2 separate regions of the Callithrix jacchus genome follow, and region 2 is linked to region 1. A link is a contact called in public Hi-C data. All regions are on one chromosome and are shown on one strand. The core of a region is the stretch at or near the end of the contact, and the rest is flanking DNA. Distances in the headings are between cores, read along the strand shown. Region 1 has its middle 250 kb from the start of HIVEP2. Region 2 holds the start of LOC103792657.

Region 1 (5,629 bases), core at 1,802-4,301:
AAATGTTCAGTGTTACATGGGTCTTCCACCTCCTAAACGCTTTTGTCCTGGTGAAAGCTTTTATTTTAACTGTAGTTTTTCCCTAATAGGGCTCTATTTCAATTACAGTTGTAATTATTTGTATCAACGTGCAATCCCACACTTAAACAAATTGGAGCCCACTCCAGAACAAAATTAAAAACATTTCTTTTGGCAGGGAATAACAGGAAGCCAGAAGGAATAGAGGAGAGATCCAGTGGAGGGAGCAAAGCAACGGGAGGCCTTTTCATATGTGCAACCACTTAAAAAAATTATTACGATTCCTTATGTTTCCTATGTAGAATACAACGCTATCTCTTAATGAAAATGGTCTCCCCTTCCCCCCACAATTCTTGTGGCTATTGCCAAACAGTGCTTCTTATAAAAGAAAAAGAATATGACAAAGGAACCACAAGGAAGGCAGAAGACTAAAACCCAGGGCTGGACACTACACCCAGTTGATGCTCAATGGCAAGTGGCTTAAATATTTGTGTGGCTCAAGGTAGAGTGGGTTTCTTTCACATCAGTTTGGAAATTCATAGCTTCTTCAGGCTTCTTGTCACAAATATCATGTGAAATATTTTATGGCACGGCCCCTGGGTCCTGAAATGCTCGGTCCCATTCTGTCTGAAAGTAGCATTTCCCTTTTCCTGTTGGGCCCCTCACCAAGAGCACTTAGCGTCTGAGGCATCACCCTGGTTATACTTCCATCTGATGGTGAGGCGGCCATGCATTTCATACACTTTTCCTCTAACACAAGCACTTTCATTGTGATCATGGATTGAAATCAAATAGACACGTCAGTCAGATAAATTATCATATACTGGGTATGTATCCCCAGATCGAGTCTACCCTTTTTGCCTGGGAAAACACTCGCATGACCCACTTAACTTCCCTAGGGCTGGATGCCCTTCAAGTCTTCCTCAGGGAAGGAGAATCGTTCTCCTTGTATGAACCAAGAACACATTTTAGCTCACTCATTTCCTCAGTAGTTTAGATCTATTTTAATTGGGTAAATATTTCATTACCATAAACACAGATATTAGCAGGCATCAGAAGATACCATATCAGGCACACTGAAGCCAAGTGGCTGGAGGTGCTGTACCCCACCAATAGGCTTTTTCTTTTTTCACTGTGATAATTTCTGTTCCTTTAACATAAGACATCAGGTAGAAAACATTCCATTTGCAGACAAGAAAATCTTGTCTACTGTCTACATCTACTGTCCCATCTACATATATTTGTATGGTCCAGAGGAGGGGGGAGACCATCCCAAGCCTGGGAAGCCGTCCAGGGAAACAGGAGGAGGATGAGCCAGGGAAGTGTGTTTAGAGTGGAGAGAGCATGATCAGACTCAAGCGAAGGAGCACATCAGAGGGAAAGAAAAATCATTTTGGACGGGTGGGCAGGACAGTATAGGGAGTGCCCTGAGAGCTAGTAAGGGGTCATGGTCATGACAGCATAGGCAGTTGGGAGCCCTGCCATGACCTAGAGTGGTGGCATTTGAAAGGGAGGAGAGTTAGGAACACAGAGCAGATTGGCGCAACAGAAGTCGATGGTGAAACTTATTCATGTCTTTTTTACAGACTTTTTGGTTAAAAGTGTCAAAGCCAATGAAGTTCAGCTAATCAAGAAACAAGAACTTACTGTAAAGATGCAAAGTCATCCTCAGAAGTCAATAGCAGGAGGCATAGCCAGGGCTCTTTTGACTCTGGTTCATTCTTTAGAGTTGCCTTTTGGTTTTGTTACACACTGACTTGCTCTGATTCTCCCTTCGTATGGCCACTATGGCTCCAAAATTCATGTCTGAGCCAAGCACAGATGTTGATCTCTATTTGTCCATTTCTTTAAATCCAATTCCAAATTCCCAAGAGAAAGATACTGATTGTCCAGCTCGGCTCAGTAAGAACTCTGATGCATCCATGGCCAAAGTGGAAGGGTCATGGTGGAAACCCAGTTATTTGGGCTTCCGTTTTGTGGAGAGGGGGATGAATCCTGGAGAAATGGCATCAAGGGCTGGAAAGGAACTCCAAAAGGTGTTTACAACAACCCGCCAGAAGTCTGCTGGTGTATATTAATCCTGCCATCCTGCAAGCTCGATGTCAGTAGAGACAAAAGAAAGGGAGAAATAGAGGGAATGTTTGTCTTATTTCTAGAAACAGGTCATGTTTAGGACACATTGGAGTGCCAGCCATGGGGATGACATCAGGATAGAATGGTCTGGGCAAAGCTGAATGGGAAGAGGCATTTCCACAAAACTGCCCAAGACAGTGCACATTCTTAGGGACAGAAGAATTCAGACACCCAGGGAGGACTGCTATTTAGAATAGCTCAGAACATCACAGGTGTGCTGGCTTTCTACTTTAATGTGAAGCTGGGTGTGGAGTTTTTGAAGAGCTAAGCAAGACCTCATAGTTCCCAAAACATGGATGGAAGTGTTTGACCTCAGAACATTCTCATATTATTAATCAGCACACCAAATATTTACCAAAGACATACTCTGTGCCCAGTGCTGTTGGATACTGTAGTGCTAGGTCAGGCTGCAGAGACAGAAGGGCCATCCCTCTGCTGTTGTAGAAAGTCCCTTTGGGGGTTCTGGAGGGAATTGGATGCCAGGAAGTTTCCCAGACTCCTCTCAGCCTCCCTTCCCAAACTCAAAGAAACGTGTTCTCTCCACCCTCCTCTTCTGCCTGCCAGAGTTCCCAGATTTGTTCTGTTTTGCAGTTGCGTCAAGCCACACTCAATTCCCATCCTAGCAGAAGGCATAAATTAACATTTTATTATGTGTACTTGTTAGGGTCTCTTAAAGCAGGCATGCAAATTCAAGGCTCCCATAGTAAATTAGAGCATACCCAGATTTCACTGAAAATAAACCAGGTTGCCCTGGCCAAACCCTTGGAAAGCAGCACTTCTCTGAGCTCCCCTGGGACAGATGCTCCCCTCGGCTCCTGCCCCAGGTTGTTTACCCTGGCCCCCAGCCATTTCCTGCCCCGTTTGGCACCCCCTGTCCTGTCTGTCCAGCTGCCACTAACTCATAGGACTCCCGGTCGACTTTCACTTACGAGGAACCAATTTCACAAGCAGCTGTAGGTGAGCCTTTTATGAGCCTCTAGCGAGTGAGTGAGAGTTCTCAGCTCTTCTCCCACAAGCAGCTGGACAAATACATCTGCCTTGGCCTTCCAGGGGACCAGCTATTTTGAGATTCCCTTTGATTGGCTCTTCCTACTACTGTGCCTTTAATTGTAGCTTATAGCTCTTAAAACCTTACAGAACAGGAACGTCAAGCTAGACAGAGCTTGATTTGATTTCGCGTGGCTGTGGTGGAGGAATTAGAATTAGCAAAATTAAAAGTGAGAAGTAGTTAGTATGCACTTAGGCTCTACTAGGTTCCATGTTTCAGTGTTCTGTGGCCTTTCTTTTCTGCATGCAGATGAGGTTATATAATTTTGTGTGTGGCTGGAGAAAGGTGGTCAGGGGAAAGAGAGAAAGAAAGTTTCCTGCATTGGCACTTTGATTTTCGAAGTGCCCTTTTACATCCCTCCTATGCTGCATAATTATAAACAGCTGCCTCCTTGGGAATATTCATGGATGATCCCACCCAAATAAAGAGAGGAGGACATCACAGCCTTCCCAAGGAAGACATCATAGCCCACAGGCATCCATCACAGAGCGGAAACCCTGGTTGTGACCTGGTAGGTGGAAGGGCTGACTTCACAGGCCTTGTGCCAGCCTCGATGAGCAGGGCAAGTATTCACAGGGGATATTTGAACCTCCCTATTCTAGAGGTCACATTGGGAGACACCTTCAAATGGGTCCTATGTAGTACAAGTGTGTGTGAGTGCCTCCAGCATTCCTGCAGCCCTGCTTCCGGAAGACTGCTGGTCCCTCCACCCCTGTGGCTCTCAGGAAGTTGAGTGCTCCTTCTGAGTGCTGGAAGATACGGGGGACCTGTGCTGCCACTCGGAAGGCTCCAGTTGCCGGCCATGTTGCTATCTCTATTTTATTTCTCCTTCTGTTTTATTTCTGCTTCTTAACTTCCTCCCTCCTTCCTCCCACCTCGCTCCCGGCTTTTCTGCATCCTTTCTCTCCTTGTTTCACTCAGTTCTTCTTTGCATTTCATTTCACCTTCCTGCTCTGTAGAGAGCTATGCGTGGCTCTTACCTTCCCCCAGTGGCATTTAAAGTGTTTCTTGGTGCAAAACATCCTATTCATTGCCATAGAAACAGGAAGCTCAGTGTGGAAGAAAAAGGAAAAAAAAGAAGTCTGACACTCTGAAGCTGTGCAATGCTGTTATTTTGCCCAAATCCATAAATGGCAACATGCTGGGAGATATGCAAAAGCCTCCCCGCTGCTAGAACCAGAGAAGGAAGGCCCTTCCATTCCTAGGAGACTGTCTGCAGGTTTTAAACCAGGCCCCAGACCAGGCGAGAGCTGGCTCAGTGGAAAGAATCACTGCTTTTCCTTCACATGGAAACTCACAGCTGAGTTTAGGGAAGTCAGACTGCCAGGGCCCTGGGTGAGGAGTCAGACAGACCTGGTTCTGTGATAAATTCTGCCTCTTAAAAGCTGCAGCCTTTTGAACTCTTCACTTAACCCCTCTCAGTCTCCCTACCTGTAAACTAAGGATATTAATATTGCCACAGCCTTGTTGTCAGGCTCCAATGAGGGCTTGTGGAGCTGTGGCTTCATTGCACTTCCTGTTGGACGTGCTGGTTCCTCACCCCATCCTTGGAAAGCACAAGTTTGGGTCATCTATTCGCCATGGTAAACACCTCCTGACATAAAACTAAGTGAAGAACTTCACAATCACATAATTCCTAAAACAAAGCCAATCAGCCACGACATTCTTTAAAATGCACTAAGAAGTATTTAATTTTTACATCTTCATGCAAAACGTGGACAGGAGCCTTCTCCAAACCATTGATTTCCAAGATGCATCTTCAACCTGCCCCCAGTGCTGCCTTTCTCTTCTGGGTTCCAAGCTGTCTGGAAGCTGTTATTCCCTAAGCTGAGAACAGGCTGGGTAAGCACGGATCAGAGCTTCAAGCTAATGATGTGAAGTTTGCTGGTTTAATCGCTACCCAGCCAGTGAGTCCTCAGAGACAGTCTATGTTCTGTTCCCTGAAATGCATGCTACTTTCAACAACTACCTTTGTTCTACGTCTCTTAGATTCTGCATTTGGCATCCATTAATCACAGGGACAAATGAACAGCCAAAGTTGTTTGTGTCTTCCCTGTGATTCCCTTGCTCTGGCCCGTAAAAATTGCATTAACAACCCTCCAATCCATCCCAAGCTTGTTCCTTGAACCTCCTCATTTAACTAACTCCCACAAACCAAGTCAGAAGTCCCCTGCCCTAAATTACCCAGGGCTAGGTACCAAACAACTAGAAACCACCCCACTAGACCAGAGACCACTGACATTATTCAAACTGAGCCACCCTAAGCTGTTTCCCGGTCTTCCCTTGCCTCTCCTATGAAAACACAATGAGGGCTCTGGCCATGGTCTTCCTTTACACCTCTTTCTGCCTCCTGACCAAACCTGGTGCCTCCCCACGTGGCCTTCTGTGGTGTGACACAATGAGGGCTCTGGCCATGGTCTTCCTTTACAC
Region 2 (5,629 bases), core at 2,092-4,591, 250 kb after region 1:
TTATTGAGGTCTAGCCTCAAGGTTGGGGGCAAGTACCAATATTCATTTGGAGGCAAATTGAGTTAAAAATGGCAGAAAAGGAAGGAGAAAAATCAGTTCAAATTTTCCATTATAATAAAAGTACAGGAAACAGGCCTTTCTATATCATTTTAGGCCTAAATAACTGCAGAGAATAAGGGTTTTGCAGTATCAGTTGCACACACAGCTTCCTATGTGAATGCTAAGCCATTACAGGTGTCCTAAGGCCTCCAGTGAAACCTATTACCAACAGATTCCTCCGGTCTCCTCTAAGCCATCCCCAGGGCCCCCTATCCGCCCACACATTTTTGCTTCTCTCCTCCAAGCGTCTTGATTAAGAACCCACTCTCTTCTCTGCACTCCCTAGGTTAAAGTGCCCCGGTTCTTTTGGCGTAGCAGGTTACAAGCTTTCCCGTTAGGGAGACTAGTGCCTGCAGTCCTTTTTAGTTAGATGCTTTTAAGTCAGAGATGAGAGGAGCCACTTGAAGAAACCCTCCTTCCCTTCTTCCTTTCCCCCACTGGGAACCAGGTCCCTGAAGGACAACACCCAGGGACGCTTCCTGACCTTCTATCCCCTTACCCAATTTGGGCTTGGAGGGTTGGGGTCGCATTTTCTCGTGTCCTCTGCTGCACTGGATGTGTTATGTAAGAGAGGCAGAACGCGGGAGGCACATGCGTATAAAGCGCACCTATCTGTGATAACAGCTGGGGTAGCAGAGCTGATCTGGAGTCCACCCCCCACCAAATACGACAGACCCCACACAAGCACATCAGCACCCCCTCCCCCACCCTCGCATATACACGCGCGGGCGCGCGCACACACACACACACCCAGAGCAATGTTTTCCTGTCTCACCCCTACCAGTACCAGAGGCACAGAATGGAAAGGCGGGGGGTGAGGGTGAAAGGAGGTGAAAGAGGAGGAGGAGCGGCAGCAGCACATCTGCTTTGATAGCAGCCGGCAGAGCCGCCGCGGCACAGAGCCCCTCGTTAACCCCCTTCCTGTGGCTGCACCACGTCATGGAACATTCCCGGAACGGGCCAACGTTCCACCCACTTCAGGGAACAGACATAAAGGCGCAGACCCAGCTCCCCACAGTGCACAGCCCAATCACACATGTCCCTTCCCGATCCCCGGCCAGACGCACAGACAAACACGCATGCAAACCGCCCCCACCAGTCTCCACGCGCCCGGGTCCAGCCGGTAGCGGCCAGAGCCGCTCTGCGGCCGGTGCACCCGCAAGGCGAGGGCGCCTCCGCCTGAACCTTCCATCGAGACAGTCCCCTCCTTCCTCGCTTCCTTCCTTCGCTCCTTCCTTCCTTGCCAGGGAGGTAAAGGGAGTCACTGAAATGCCCGGAGCCAGCGTCTTCCCCGCCCTCGCTCGGCCGCAGGCCGGCGGCCCGGGCCTCGCGCCGCCCGCCCGCGCCGCGCGCCGCGGCCCCCTCCCCCGCTACCTGACAGCGGGCCGCCGGCGGCCGCCGCAGCCGCAGCGGTGGCCCGGCCGTGCGCGCCGGTGCACGTCGCTCATTAGTAAGCAGGCACATTCCTGCCTCCAGCGCTCCCGCGCGGCCCCCTCCCCCCAGGACATTACGCAAAGCAGCCTCCCCTCATCTGCATAGATCCGCGGCCAGGGTATTCCCCGCATTTCCCCACGCGCTCGACCCCCCTCCCGCGGTCTCCCCATCCCCGCCCCCTCCGACCCTCACCCTCCGGCCACCAGGAAGGGGCTGGGGGCGAGCACCCGGGAACCGGGGAAGGAGTTTGGCGGCGGCGATTCCAGTGTGAAGTGAAACAAGCTCCCAGCGCCGAAGGAGGCAGGAAAAACCCAGCGCCCAGGCCACTTACCCAGCCGAGGAGGGACCTAGATTCCCGCCGCTCCGCTCTCCCAGTGGCCGGTCCGCCCTCCGCGCACCCCGAGGCTGCACCCAGCACCCCACAGGCGAGACGTGGAGGAATACTGTGAACGAGCCGGGAGACCCTCCAAGTTGCTCCGGGCTCTGGGGAGCGTCAATGTCCAGGACACAACTTGGCAAAGACTTGTGCCACAGTCACCGAAGATGTTTGTGCGGAGACCCTCCTCCGGGGAGCGACGGCGCTCGGCTGCGCCCCGCTCTCCTCCTCTCCACCCCCTCACCTCCAGCCCGCCTCCCGCCGGCCGCCCGCCTCCGGGCCGCGAGCCCCTCGGGCGGCTGTCAGCTCCCGGCCACCGCCGGGTGACAGGGGCGGGAGGAGGGCGAGACGCGGCGGCCCGAGCCCTAGAGGGCGAGGGGGATCCTCGCAGCCGCGGCGGCCGCTCACCTGGAAAGTCACCGCTGAGGAGGAGGAGGAGGAGGACAGGGAGGTGGAGGGAGAGGAGGAGGGGGAGGAAACCCCCCTGGTGCCCTTGTTCTCGCTGCCGCGGCGGCCGCTCCTCGCCAAGGCTGAGCGTGTCTGGTGGGGGGTGTCTGGTAGCATTTCCTTAAGGACAGAGGGAGGGCGGGCGCGGAGGGAGGGAAGAAATCCCGACCGCCAGCCCAGGCTCCTCTTCCCTTTATTTATTTTTCTGACACTGTAAGGAGATGGGCCCGGGACAGGGGCCGCGGGGCTCAGGCGGGAGCCGCGAGGCCCGGGCCGCAGCTGTCTGCGTGCGGGAGCCGCAGCGGCCGCCTCCCCTCCCGGGCTGTGGACGCACCGGGTTATTCCTGGCAGCGCCTCCCCGAACAGAAGTTACTAGGAGGAGTGCGCGGCGAGGACGGACGGGGGGAGAGGCAGTGGGAGGGAGGGAGGAAGAGGGAGAGACTCAGCCAGCGACGTCATCGGATCCCCCAGCGTGTCCCAGGGAGGGAGGCTGAACCAGAAAAACCAGTCTGGAGCCAGCGAGCAAGGGAGGGATGCGCGGCGCGCGGGGCGACGGGGGAGGAAGGCGGTCGGGAGGGCAAGGCCTGGCCCCGCGGCTGCCGCTCCGGGCGGGGAGATCGCGGCCGCACACTCGCTCGGTCGGAGCGGGGAACTCCCCAGAGAGCCGGCCTCTACTTGTCATGCAAAAAAACTTGGGCTTCTCTGGGAGCCTGAGAATTTCCTTTAAGGATGTGGAAACCTCCTCCGTCCCCACCCCTTCCCCATTTCCCAGATAATCGTCGCCTGCCTTCCTGATGAACGGAATTATCTAATTAGTAGGGTCCTTAGATTTGGTCCAAGTACTCCGGATCCCCTGCCTCTCAACGCCCCTGCTGCCTCTACTCACAATTATGTTATCAGTCAAGAAAAGCAAAAATCAGACTGTGGCTCCTGGCTGCGTTTCTGGAGCTTTGCAGTGTTTTACTAGCACTTTCCCTGCCCTTGCGGGAGCGCGAACTTCTCAAGTGCTCGAAACGCCCGGACGGCCTTCCCTGGAGTCACTCACCAGGGTGCCCCCGGAGCCCCCGGCTCCGGGACCGCGGCCTGCCCTCGCTGGGATATTCAAATAGATGTGGGCAGCGGCGCGTGGAGCAGCTGCTGGTTTCCTGGTGGGCCACCCTGGAACCCTGGGGGGTGCTGCCGCCTTCAGCCTGTGCGCTTCCCTCACCACGCAAGGGACCAGATTTGAAATATCACCCAGCCCTGGGAGAGCGGGGCCGGGGGGGATGGGCGGGGGGGGGGCGGTGGAATCCCAGGCGAGTGGGAGCCTAAGCTCTGGGCTTCCTCCCCGGCCGGGCGTCACCCGGGGGACACCGGGGCTCCGTCGAGCCGTTACCCTGTTTGTGTGGACTGGTGTACATCCTCGAGGGAGGTTCCCAGGGCGCCACGGTGCCGGGGCGCGACGAATGACTGCGGGGCGGGGCCGGGGCCCGGAGCGCCTCCCCGGGGTGGTCTCCCCGCCAAGCGGGGACCTCGCGCAGCCTCTCCCGGGCGCCCCAGCCCCCGCGCCCCACGGCGCCCAGCCGAGCGCCCGGGGCGCCGCGGGCCCCAGCGGTCCTCCCCACCCCGCGGCAGCGCCGCCGCCCTGCCAGGGGCGGAGTAAACTGGAGACGCGCAAGATTTGACCTGGCGCGACCCGGCTTTCTGGCCGGGGTTCCCCCTGAGCAGGTGACTCCGTGGGAGGCGTGGAAATGAGTCTCTGGAATTCCGGGCCAAAGACAATAACTGTGGTTCTGCTTTTAAACCAGGTATTTCACCAACAACTGCGGAATGTTTTGTGTCTCGAGTTTCAGATTTCTCGGAAAAGGACCAAATGTCAGGACATATAAAATATCCCCTTCTCTTTTCATTAAAAATGAGTGCATTACAAAGGAAGGGCAGCCCCGTAAATGCCTTCGAGTACAGCGCTGCTGGTTTCGTTTTTGTTTTGCTTTGTTTTGTTTTTCATCCCGACCTACAATCAGTGTATTTTTGAGGTCCCCATGCAGTGGCTACAGTGCCGCCGCCGCCGTGAAGGGCAACTCTGCAAAATAAAGCGGTGATACAATTTTTTAAGCGATTTTTTTTTTTCTCAGAGGAGAAATATCCGAACAATTTGGCATAAGTTTCACTTTGTCCTTCTTTTAGGTTGATCTCATTTAAATTCAGGGCCTACTTCCACTTAAGCAACTTCTTCTTTCATTGTATAGGTTCTTTAATACCCAGCCTTTTTTTTACTTAACTTGAAGGCTTTAATTTAAAAAACTGTCCCAATCATCATTTTCTTTTAAATGTATGCAGTTGCATTTTAAACATCCATTTAACACGCAAAATGTGATTTTTTGAATTTTTTTCACTTTCAAACCCACCTGCTACATACTCCCAGAGACCATTTTATTTAATTGCTTAATAGAGAAAATTAAGCAGTTTCTTTAAGAATCCAATTTCCCTTCAACAAACACAACAGCAGCTGCCCAAGCTCCCAGAAACTAAGCAAGGCAACTATCAGGCAGCATTTTGCTTCACTAGAATGAATGTTAGTTGAGACCTTAAATACCTCTGAAAAAGACTAGATTAAAGAGAATAATGGGGATATTAAGATACTTCTGTAGTTATTTAAAATATTTTTTTAAAGAAAACCCTGCAGACATACATCCATTTTGATGATTAGGTCCCACCATCAAAGAGGACCCTGAAAACAGTTTTAGTCAAAATTTGACAAATTTTAAATAATTACTTTGTTTCAGAGGCATGAAGATGGAAAGAAGATAGCCTGCATTGAGTTGAAGTAAAGTAACAATATTGTGAATATGTGTAACTAGGTGACATCCTCTCTGCTGGGAAGAATCCTGTGTGTGTGTGTGTGTGTCACAGAGACAGGGTTTTGCTCCATTGCCCAGGCTGGAGTGCAGTGGCACAATCACTGCAACCTCTGCCTTTCAGTTTCAAGAGATCCTCCTGCCTCAGCCTCCTGAGTAGAGTGGAAGCCACTGCAGCTCTGGGGCAAATCAGCAGCAGTCGCTCCAGAGCCTGACCTACATAGGACATATAGAAAGCATTGTCTATTGTGGTTGGTTGTTCCTGTGGTCAGTCCCAATGGCCTACTGATTGGGGGTTTTTCTCCAAAAGGCTGCATGGCTTTTCTCCTCAAAGTGAATCCCCTTTATAACCCATATTTTATGTCTATATCTCAGACATGCTATCCATATTTAGTCAATTTCCAGTTGCTTGCATGTAAGGGCAATAGAGTAATCG

The links. Hi-C and Micro-C count contacts between places; a contact is called where the count stands out from the background.
Region 2: a Hi-C map of skeletal muscle shows a contact between it and region 1, with 4 times the contacts expected there. The contact joins the promoter of LOC103792657 here to the enhancer-like site in region 1. A contact is called at or near these places in 2 of 3 Hi-C or Micro-C datasets (both in skeletal muscle).

What each region holds. Positions count from the first base shown.
Region 1 is chr4:149,506,285-149,511,913 of calJac240_pri, forward strand. No RefSeq gene overlaps it. Among named protein-coding and RNA genes, the nearest start is that of HIVEP2, 250 kb to the right of the region's middle. Within about 2 kb of position 3,052, at least 5 of the 16 cell types and tissues checked have an H3K27ac peak or open chromatin away from gene starts, as enhancers often do. A contact at or near this core is called in skeletal muscle, where this site is marked.
Region 2 is chr4:149,754,065-149,759,693 of calJac240_pri, forward strand. LOC103792657 reads left to right here and starts at 3,342. Exons shown (of 2, transcript XM_035296887.3): 1 at 3,342-4,143. The coding sequence starts at 3,466. The coding sequence ends at 4,020. HIVEP2 (HIVEP zinc finger 2) reads right to left here and starts at 3,945. Exons shown (of 10, transcript XM_078370203.1): 1 at 3,732-3,945.